2 separate regions of the Ovis aries genome follow, and region 1 is linked to region 2. The links are chromatin contacts, called in public Hi-C maps. All regions are on one chromosome and are shown on one strand. The core of a region is the stretch at or near the end of the contact, and the rest is flanking DNA. Distances in the headings are between cores, read along the strand shown.

What was found. A called contact is a pair of places that touch in the nucleus more often than the background predicts.
Region 1: a contact with region 2 is called in a Hi-C map of liver, with 6 times the contacts expected there. The contact joins the enhancer-like site here to the promoter of PKD2L1 in region 2. A contact is called at or near these places in 13 of 16 Hi-C or Micro-C datasets (blood, hypothalamus, liver and 5 more).

The regions. Positions count from the first base shown.
Region 1 is chr22:21,073,272-21,077,625 of ARS-UI_Ramb_v3.0, forward strand. All of the region lies in intron 2 of LOC106991766 (a long non-coding RNA gene), which reads left to right. Among named protein-coding and RNA genes, the nearest start is that of WNT8B, 31 kb to the right of the region's middle. Within about 2 kb of position 1,665, at least 1 of the 54 cell types and tissues checked has an H3K27ac peak or open chromatin away from gene starts, as enhancers often do. A contact at or near this core is called in liver, where this site is marked.
Region 2 is chr22:21,016,975-21,021,683 of ARS-UI_Ramb_v3.0, forward strand. PKD2L1 (polycystin 2 like 1, transient receptor potential cation channel) reads right to left here and starts at 2,051. Exons shown (of 18, transcript XM_060405122.1): 1 at 1,950-2,051.

The sequences.
Region 1 (4,354 bases), core at 415-2,914, 56 kb after region 2:
TTTGGAAGGAATGATGCTAAAGCTGAAACTCCAGTACTTTGGCCACCTCATGTGAAGAGCTGACTCATTGGAAAAGACTCTGAGGCTGGGAGGGATTGGGGGCAGGAGGAGAAGGGAACAACAGAGGATGAGATGGCTGGATGGCATCACTGACTTGATGGATGTGAATCTGAGTGAACTCCGGGAGTTGGTGATGGAGAGGGAGGCCTGGCGTGCTGCGATTCATGGGGTCGCAAAGAGTCAGACACGAATGAGCGACTGAACTGAACTGAACATTTTTTTGTGGTTCAAGAATTTGATTTGTTGTGTATAATCATTTGTGCCCCTTACCTTGTTAAATTGATGTTGGGAAGAACTAATAAAAACATTTGTGTGAACGGCTTCAACCTTAAGAAACCTTAAAATCAATGATAAGAATACAAGCGGATACTTCCTTCCTTAAGGGTTAATAAATTAAACATTAACCTAAAGTGCCGCTTACTCCTGGAGGCTTACACATTCAGCCCAGTTGCTAACTAGAAAAATGGGAAGATAAGGTATAGATTCTGGCCCTGACCTTGAAATTTCCTGATCCAAAATTTCCAGCTTTTTGGAAAATCTGGCATGAACAATGACATTCCAAGCCTTAAGTACAGAAAACCAGATCCTCACAACAGCCCTGACACCTAAGGTCTCAGACCAACCTCCTCGTAACACTGGATCCTAATAGCCCTTCAGTAAGGAGGAACCACATTCCACCAACTTTGCCTAGGTAGCCTGTTCTCAGTTCTTTTGCTTCCTAAAGGCTGTACATTCCTTGTTTAAGGTTCAGAAAGAGCCTCTTCTTTGTTGCATTCTCTATGCCCATTTCCACCACCTTGTAATCAATCTCTCCTACCATATAACTTCTTGTTCTGGACAGGTTAAAGTTGATTTGAAAAGAAAACTAAGAGAAGAGAATACAGAAAGTCAAATTTCTACTCAGAAAGCAATATCTCCGTGGCACGTATGAGATTCTTTACTAATAGGCACAGTAGTTCAGAAATCAGGCAAAATTAGAAATAAGTTATAAGAAAGCTGTCCTGTCAATGTACTTCAGTAACAGTGAAGATGTTTTTGCATATATATTTTTCACAAAGCTCTCGCAGTGGACATATGTGATAATGAGGCTTAAGGGGCTTATAGGCAGGCTCACAAATACCGGAGATTGGAGTCCAAAAAGATAAGTCTGTGTTTCCTTTAATCTTTACCCATCTCTTTACTCCAATTAAGTGTTCCTGGACCCCATAAACATTTTTCTATTAATGTTTCCACATATCTTTATAATTTCCAAGAAGGTCCTTAAGTCTGTCCCTAAAATTCATTCATTCAACTTATTTTTATTTTCCTTTTATTTTCCACCACTGAGCCAAGCACTGCCAATACAAACGGAAATTAGACATGATCCTCAACGTCGAGGAGCTTATGGTTTAGTGGTGATTCAAGAAAAAAGAAATTCAAACACCTCTGGAAATCTAAAAGCATTTTTAGAAATATAACATAACATCTGTATCTTGTTTTATAGATAAGTTAACATCTTCTGATTTTGTATTATTGAAATCATGACTCCAAGTATCCACCTGTGTACGCACGTAACCTTAGATGTTTACACGGTTAAATTTTAAACTGGTCCTTAAATAGAGGGGTTTTGCAATTCATTAATTTTTGAGTTTGTTTCTGAGGTATTTCTTAATACTGAAGCACTTACTGGATGATTTAAACATACTCACAAATTTTGAGAGTCAAAAGCCAATTCTGAAAATAAGTACAGTGTACAGTGTTCAAGAATTTCCTGTTCTCCTCAGCTTTGATGGCTTTGTTTGCCTTGTTCAAAGAGATATTTAACTATTATGTAGAACTCATATTTAACAGACAGCTTTACAAAGCTGAGTTGTGATATCTTCTCTTTTGCTGGTCCATTTTACCACCTAAAGAGTGTTTTTACAGTTTAGCATCTGGGCTTCTTGCTTCAAACACGTGGGGCTTGAAATTGAAATACACAGTTAAAGTGAAACAAAAGTTCATGATGCTTCACCATAATTATTTAATATTTATTGTATACCTTTCATTTTTCTAATTATTAACTCAAAGTTTTGGCTCAAATGATTCTAACCTGTAATCTATATACAATCAGTCTTAAAGAATGCTGAGTAGATTAACCCAGAGATAGAGGTAGCCTTGGAGAAGGCAATGGCACCCCACTCCAGTACTCTTGCCTGGAAAATCCCATGGACAGAGGAGCCTGGAAGGCTGCAGTCCATGGGGTTGCTAGGAGTCGGACATGACTGAGCAACTTCACTTTCACTTTTTACTTTCATGCATTGGAGAAGGAAATGGCACCCCACTCCAGTGTTCTTGCCTAGAGAATCCCAGGGACGGGGGAGCCTGGTGGGCTGCCATCTATGGGGTCGCGCAGAGTTGGACGTGACTGAAGCGACTTAGCAGCAGCAGAGGTAACCTATGAACTTGAAATCAAGTTATCTTGTAGAAAATAAATACTCCAATTTCGTTTCATTCTTTCATTCACACACATTAATTCAGGGCCTTCCAAAGGATAGGAACTGTTCTAGGTGTTGAAAAGACATCAGTGAACAAAACAGGCTCCCCAGGGGAGCTCATTTTACTGGAGCTTACATTCATTTGACCAAAACCCCCGAACAGCCAATTTTGAGAAGGGACTCCACTTTTCATGGAGGAAGGGAGAAAAATGACAGTAATCCCAAATCATTTGAAAGCTGCAGCATGGCAGAGTCAAAGGGCCTCTGGATTTGCAATCAGGTGACATTGATCATAGACGTCCTATACTCATTTTCCTTGTTTTCTGGGTCTTAGTTTTCTCATCTATTAAATAATGGCATTAAATTTCATAATCTCAAGAATCTCTTCTGGAGTGAATAGTCTATTATTTTATAATATGTAACAGGCATTTACTTGATTAAGGTAAATTCACATACAGTGAAATGCACAGATTATAGAGATATCTTTTTCAAAAGTACAGAAATGTCTGGGAGCCATCTTAAACTTCTCTACCTTCTGTTGCTACAGTATGGTGTAGAAGTGTATTTTATGTTCAGAGTAATGATCCTGAGGCATTGCATGATGCTGAGTCAGTAAGACAAGGTTTAATTATGTTCATTAGACTACCTACTAAAGCAAGAAAATGACTAAGGCAATATAGAGAGATTTCAAACAAAACTGTCTTCTCATAACCCATAGTTAATTAGAAACCCAATTGACTAGTATGCTCCTGTCCAAGAGTTGACAGTTTTCAGACTTCTTTATTCTTCTTTACAACCGTGACCAAGTCACTGATCCAGATCCCGGCCATTTCACACTGATTCCACTAAAATCAGTGGATTATGTCTCCTTCAAACTACATGAGACGAACCAAGAACTTCCAGATGTACAAGCTGGATTTAGAAAAGGCAGAGGAATCAGAGATAAAATTGCCAACATCCGTTGGATCATAGAAAAAGCAAGAGAATTCCAGAAAAACTTCTGCTTCATTGACTATGCTAAAGCCTTTGACTGTGTATATCACAACAAACTGGAAAGTTCTTAAAGTGATGGGAATACCAGATCACCTTGCCTGCCCCTGAGAAATCTGCATGCAGGTCAAGAAGCAACAGTTAGAACTGGACATGGAACAATGGACTGGTTCCAAATTGGGAAAGGAGTACGTCAAGACTATGATTTGTCAACCTGCTTATTTAACTTATATGCAGAGTATGTCATACATATCATACATGTCATGTCATGTCACTGTCATGGAATATCAGTTGAAGGATAAGCTGGAATCAAAATTACTGATAATCAATAACCTCAGATATACAGATGATACTATCCTAAAGGTAGAAAGCAAAGAGGAACTAAAGAGCCTCTTGTAGGTGAAAGAGGAGAGTGAAAACCTGACCTAAACTCAACATTCAAAAAATAAAGATCATGGCACCCAGTCCCATCACTTAATGGCAAATAGATGGGAAAACAATGGAAACAATGACAGACTTTATTTTCTTGGGCTTCAGAATCACTGTGGACGGTGACTGCAGCCATGAAATTAAGACAGTTGCTCCTTGGAAGGAAAGTTATGACAAACCTAGAAGGCATATTAAAAAGCAGAGATATTACTTTGCTGATGACAGTCCATATAGTCAAAGCTATGGTTTTTCCAGTAGTCATGTACGGATGTGAAAGCTGAACAATAAAAAAGGCTGAGCACTGAAGAATTGATGCCTTCTCAACTGTGGTGCTGGAGAAGACTGTTGAGAGTCCGTTGGACAGCAAGGAGATCAAACCAGTCAATCCTAAAAGAAATCAACCCTGAATATTCATTGGA
Region 2 (4,709 bases), core at 801-3,300:
CTTCATATGCAACGCTTATGCCCCGCTGCCATTAGATGCCACCCTGCCCAGCTGGCCGTTGTACTTTGTCCTGTTCCCTTTGGAAAGCTGCGAGCTCCCCGGGGGCAGCTTTGGAGCCTGGCTGCGTTCTCCACCAGCTCCCCACCCACCACCACTACCCCTGCACAACAGAACTAACAGTCAGCTGGGCACTGTGAAGGCTCGGTCAACACTCAGTCCTCAGGTGGATACACTGGCTCAGAGGGAGAGGCTGCGGGGGAAGCACTGAGGGAAGCCTGACTTGGGACACAGACAGCTGCCCTCTGGCCCGTGCAGCCCTGCTGTACCCAGCTCAACTGCTGTGTCAGTGCAAAGCGGGGTGACATCAGCTGTGGAAGGGGTTACAATCGGGCAAAGGGAAGGGCAGGGGAGAGCAGGCCAACCGCCTGTGGAGGCTAGAGGCTGGATCAGCTGGGGAGAGGGTGCCTCATGGGGGCTGGGTTCAGGTAGGGGCCTGCAGGGAACAACAAGGAGGGAGGGAGAGATACAAAAGAGAGGGGCTGAGGGCATGGAATGGTTAAGTCCTCTAACCTTCCACCTGTAGGAGAGAGGGAAAATTGATTTGGAATTCTGGAAGACAGTGAGACTCCCCCTTAGCCACTATACGAAGCAAGCGGGGTATACCTCTCTCTGACCACAAAAGCAAGGCTGGGGCAGGCGCTCTCTTCTCCATTCAGCGCAGAACAGAGTCAGGGCAAGAAAGGCTTTCCTTCCAGCTCATGTATTTGTTATTGGAGGCCCTGGGCCTGTCCTTCTTGCTGCCCACCACAGATGAAATGCTCACGTAGGGGATACCTTCCCTGGCTGGGGTAAGAGCCCTGGTGAAAAGTCAGGCCACCACAGAAACTGCCAGCCTGGCCCCAGTCCCATGATCTGTCCCTGGGTGTCACCTCCCCAGGGTGTCAGTGAGATCACCAGCCTGGACCTCATCCTAAGAAGACCTTTGTCCCCAAGTCTCGCATGCCCAGACTGTTAGCCCCTGGTCCCACACTCTTCCCATTAACTGCACCCAGTAGCATTCACTCTGATCTGCAGACATAGGCCCAGTTCCCAGAGATAGGCAGGAATTAGTTGGTAGAGGCGCCAAATCTCCCCCACAACCCCCCACTGGGGACACGAGCTGCATATGGCTGTATGTGCGTACACACAGGCATGCACACTTACACACTGCTGTTCTCGGCCTGACGGGAAAATCTGGGGAAGGAGGGCTGCGGCGAGGTAGATCACAGCTCTGGGGATGGTGTAGACACACAGACACACAGTCAAACAGGGAGCTGGCTGGAAAAGCGCCCCAACCTCTCCTCAACTAGGGTCACACAGCACAAGACCTTGCACCATCTCTCTGGCCTGGGTCCTTGAAGGAGCGTATTTCAGGTCCTAATCAGCAGAGTGTCAGTTTTGAATCTCTCTTCCTCTTCTGGGCCTCTAAACTTGTCAACTGCCCTTCTCCACATCCATCCCTTGGTACCTTGAGACTCAACACTGCCACCTCCTCCAGGAAGTCTCCCCTGATTCTCCCAAGCTGGTCTGGTATGTGCCTCTCCCTGGAGTCCATAGCACCCTGTGCTAAACACCGTCATCCAGAGTTATAAGGATCTCTACTACTACGGTGAGTTGCCCAAGGTCAGGATCTCCTTATGACTTAAGCACTTGCCACTGTGCCTGGAACCATGTGGCACTCCATATTCATTGAATGAAAGAGCTGATATATTTATGGAAGTGCAGGGTCTCCACCCCTTGTTTTACTCAATCTCCCCCAGAAGCCAGTGGGTGCCCAGAATGCAGACCAGCCTGGTCCCCACTCCTCTGGGCAGGAGGAAGGGAGCTCACTGATGCTAGCTCTCCTGGCTGTCTGTGACTCAGCTTGGACCATGAGACAGGAAGGAGCCCGTAGCCCAGGAGGGTCCTACCTCTTGTCTCTGCACAGAGAACAGGCCAGGGACAGCCCCAGGCCAGATGCGGGTGCTGACTTCCAGCCGTTCTCCACATTGCCAGGTCCCACGGAAAATCTTGAGGTCAGGGGGGTGATGACAGTCTGCACAGCTCTGGCCTCTTGCCCTGATGTCACAAGGTCATGGGCAGTATGGAAGGACAGTGACGTGGGGCGGGCTGGATCACACCTTGTCTCAACGTGCTTGTTTGAGCAAGCAGACACTTTAATCTCAGGATCTGAGGGGCTGAAGAGAAGCCTTGGGTACCTGTCAGGCACTGGGGAGGAAATGAGCCTAATTACTATCATCATCGGGTAGGCCGTTAGGTCAAGGAAATGTATTGTCTCTGCCTATGTGTGCGTGCGCTGTCACGTGCGACTCTTTGTGGCCCCATGGACTGCAGCCCACCAGGCTCCTCTGTGCATGGGATTCTCCAGGCAAGAATCCCGGAATGGGTTGCCACTGCATGCCATCTCCTCCTCAGGGGATCTTCCTGACGCAAGGAACCGGTTCTGGAATCTTGTTATTTTCCATATTCTCAAGTGTTGGCTTATTTCCCAAGCGGGGTTATCCACTGTGTCACCCCACTGCCTACTACACAAAGGGAAAGAAAGCTGAAACCTACTATGCTGTGATGTGGCCAGCTACAAAGCAACAGGGAGCCAGTATCCTAACACCCAGGGCTCCCGGGTCTTCAGAACAAGGACGCTGGAGGCTTCGCCCTGGATCCAGAAAGCAGAGAGACACTCATAAACCGACAAAATCACCAGCATGCAACGTACAGCCCCTACATTTCAAAACCTTTCCCCTGGCCATGTGGAGTCCACAGAGGGACTGTCCTGACAATGTGGCAGCTGGTTCTGTAGCCAAGAATGACTCACAGTCATAGGAGGTGAAAAAGGGAGAAGGAAACTTGCCTCACAAGTCTGCTTCTTCCTGAAAGCTTTGGGCTTGGGCCACTCTCCCCACCCCAACACCTGAAGGACTCCCCCTCCAGGAGGATCATGGCCTCCCATGGAAGCCTACTGCCCTCCCACTGGGCTGCTTAGTGTGGGACACCCAAAGCCAAGCTCGGAGAGGCCAGGTCACTGAAGAGAGGCCTTCACACAAGGGGAAGAGCTGATGCCAAGCTGAGAAGCACCTCTATGTCCCAGAAGTATCTCTCTCTCTCCTGATAGCGACCTGCTTGCCTGGGTGGGGTCATGCTCTTTCTTGTCATGTGGGTGGGGAAAATCTTTGCCTTCTCAGCAGTGGGAAGAGGTGGGAAAGTCCTCTGAACTGTCCTCCCTTTTCTTTTTTTTTTTTTTCCTCCCTTTTCTTAAGAATCCCTGTAAGTCAGAGGTCAGGTAAATGCAAGAGCACAATTATGGGGGAGAGTTCAGCTGCCAGCTCCTGAAGGCTAAAATGAAAGAGCAAGGGCACAGAACCTCCTCACCGCTGGTAGAGGTCAAGAAAGGATAGAGGCCAGGTGAAGAGACTCAGCAGTTCTGGTGAGTTCTGCCTGTAGGCTGTCCCTTGCAACTACCTGCAACCTAGAAATGAACCTCACCCAGTAGTGATTGTCTACTTTGTGTCCAGCCCAGGAACCAGGACAGCAAGTCCTGAGTACACATTTGTATCCCAAAGGGGAACCAGAAAAGTCATAGCTAAATGGGAACCCAGTCCAGAAAGAGGCCACAAATATTGAAGCAGTAGGCTATTAGGGCCAGCAAACTGTAATTTAAAAAAAAAAAAAAAGACATGAGTTTGGGCTCCTCTTGAGCACAGATTATGCCCAGAATCTCCAAAGTTTCTGCATTTCATAGAACAATTTGCTCTAAATTCCCTTATTCTTTTTTTCCCCCTCCCCTGCACTTGCTATTAAATATGTCTGTTAATTGTCTCTCCCATCAGAATGTAAACTCCATGAAGGCAAGAATGGGGACACTTTATCATCAGTGTTCCCAACTCCTAGAACAATCCCTCCTGTAGAGTAGGGGTTCAATGAATATTTTATTGCCTTCTCACAGTACACATTAGTTTTTCCTCTTGCTAGATTTCATAAAAAGGAAATCAGTCACTATGTTACTTTTGGTGCCTAGCTTTTGGTGAGCACATTTTTTTTAAAGAATCATCCATATTGTTGCACATGTTTATAGTTCATTCTTTCCATACATTGTTCATCCATTCTCCTCTTGGAGCAACTTTGGGGATGTTTCCCATTTGAGGCTATAATGTATGAAGTTATAATGAATTTTCTTGTACAAGTCTTTTTGTGGACATATGTTTTCATTTCACTTGAGGACAGTTCCAGCAGTGGAATTGCCGGATCTTTGGATGGGAGTATTCAGCACTTTAAGAAACTGCCAAACTGTTTTCAAAGTAGTTGTACTGTTTCATGCTTCCACCAACAACGTTTGAGGGCTTCAGAGATTTCACATGGCCACCAACATTTAGTGTGTTCTCAGCCCTTATAGGGATTCCCTGGTTGCTCAGTGGTAAAGAATCCGCCTGCCAAAGCGGGGGACAAGGGTTTGATCCCTGGGTCTGGAAGATCCTGTGGAGAAGGAAATGACAACTCACTCCAGTATTCTTGCTTGGAAAATCCCATGGACAGAGGAGCCTGGTGGGCTGCACTCCATGGATCGCAAGGAGTCAGACTCAGCTTAGTTACCAAATGACAACAACAACAAATTTACTTTATTGTTTATTTACAATAAATTTCTTTATTATGTTTATTTACAACAACATAAATTACTT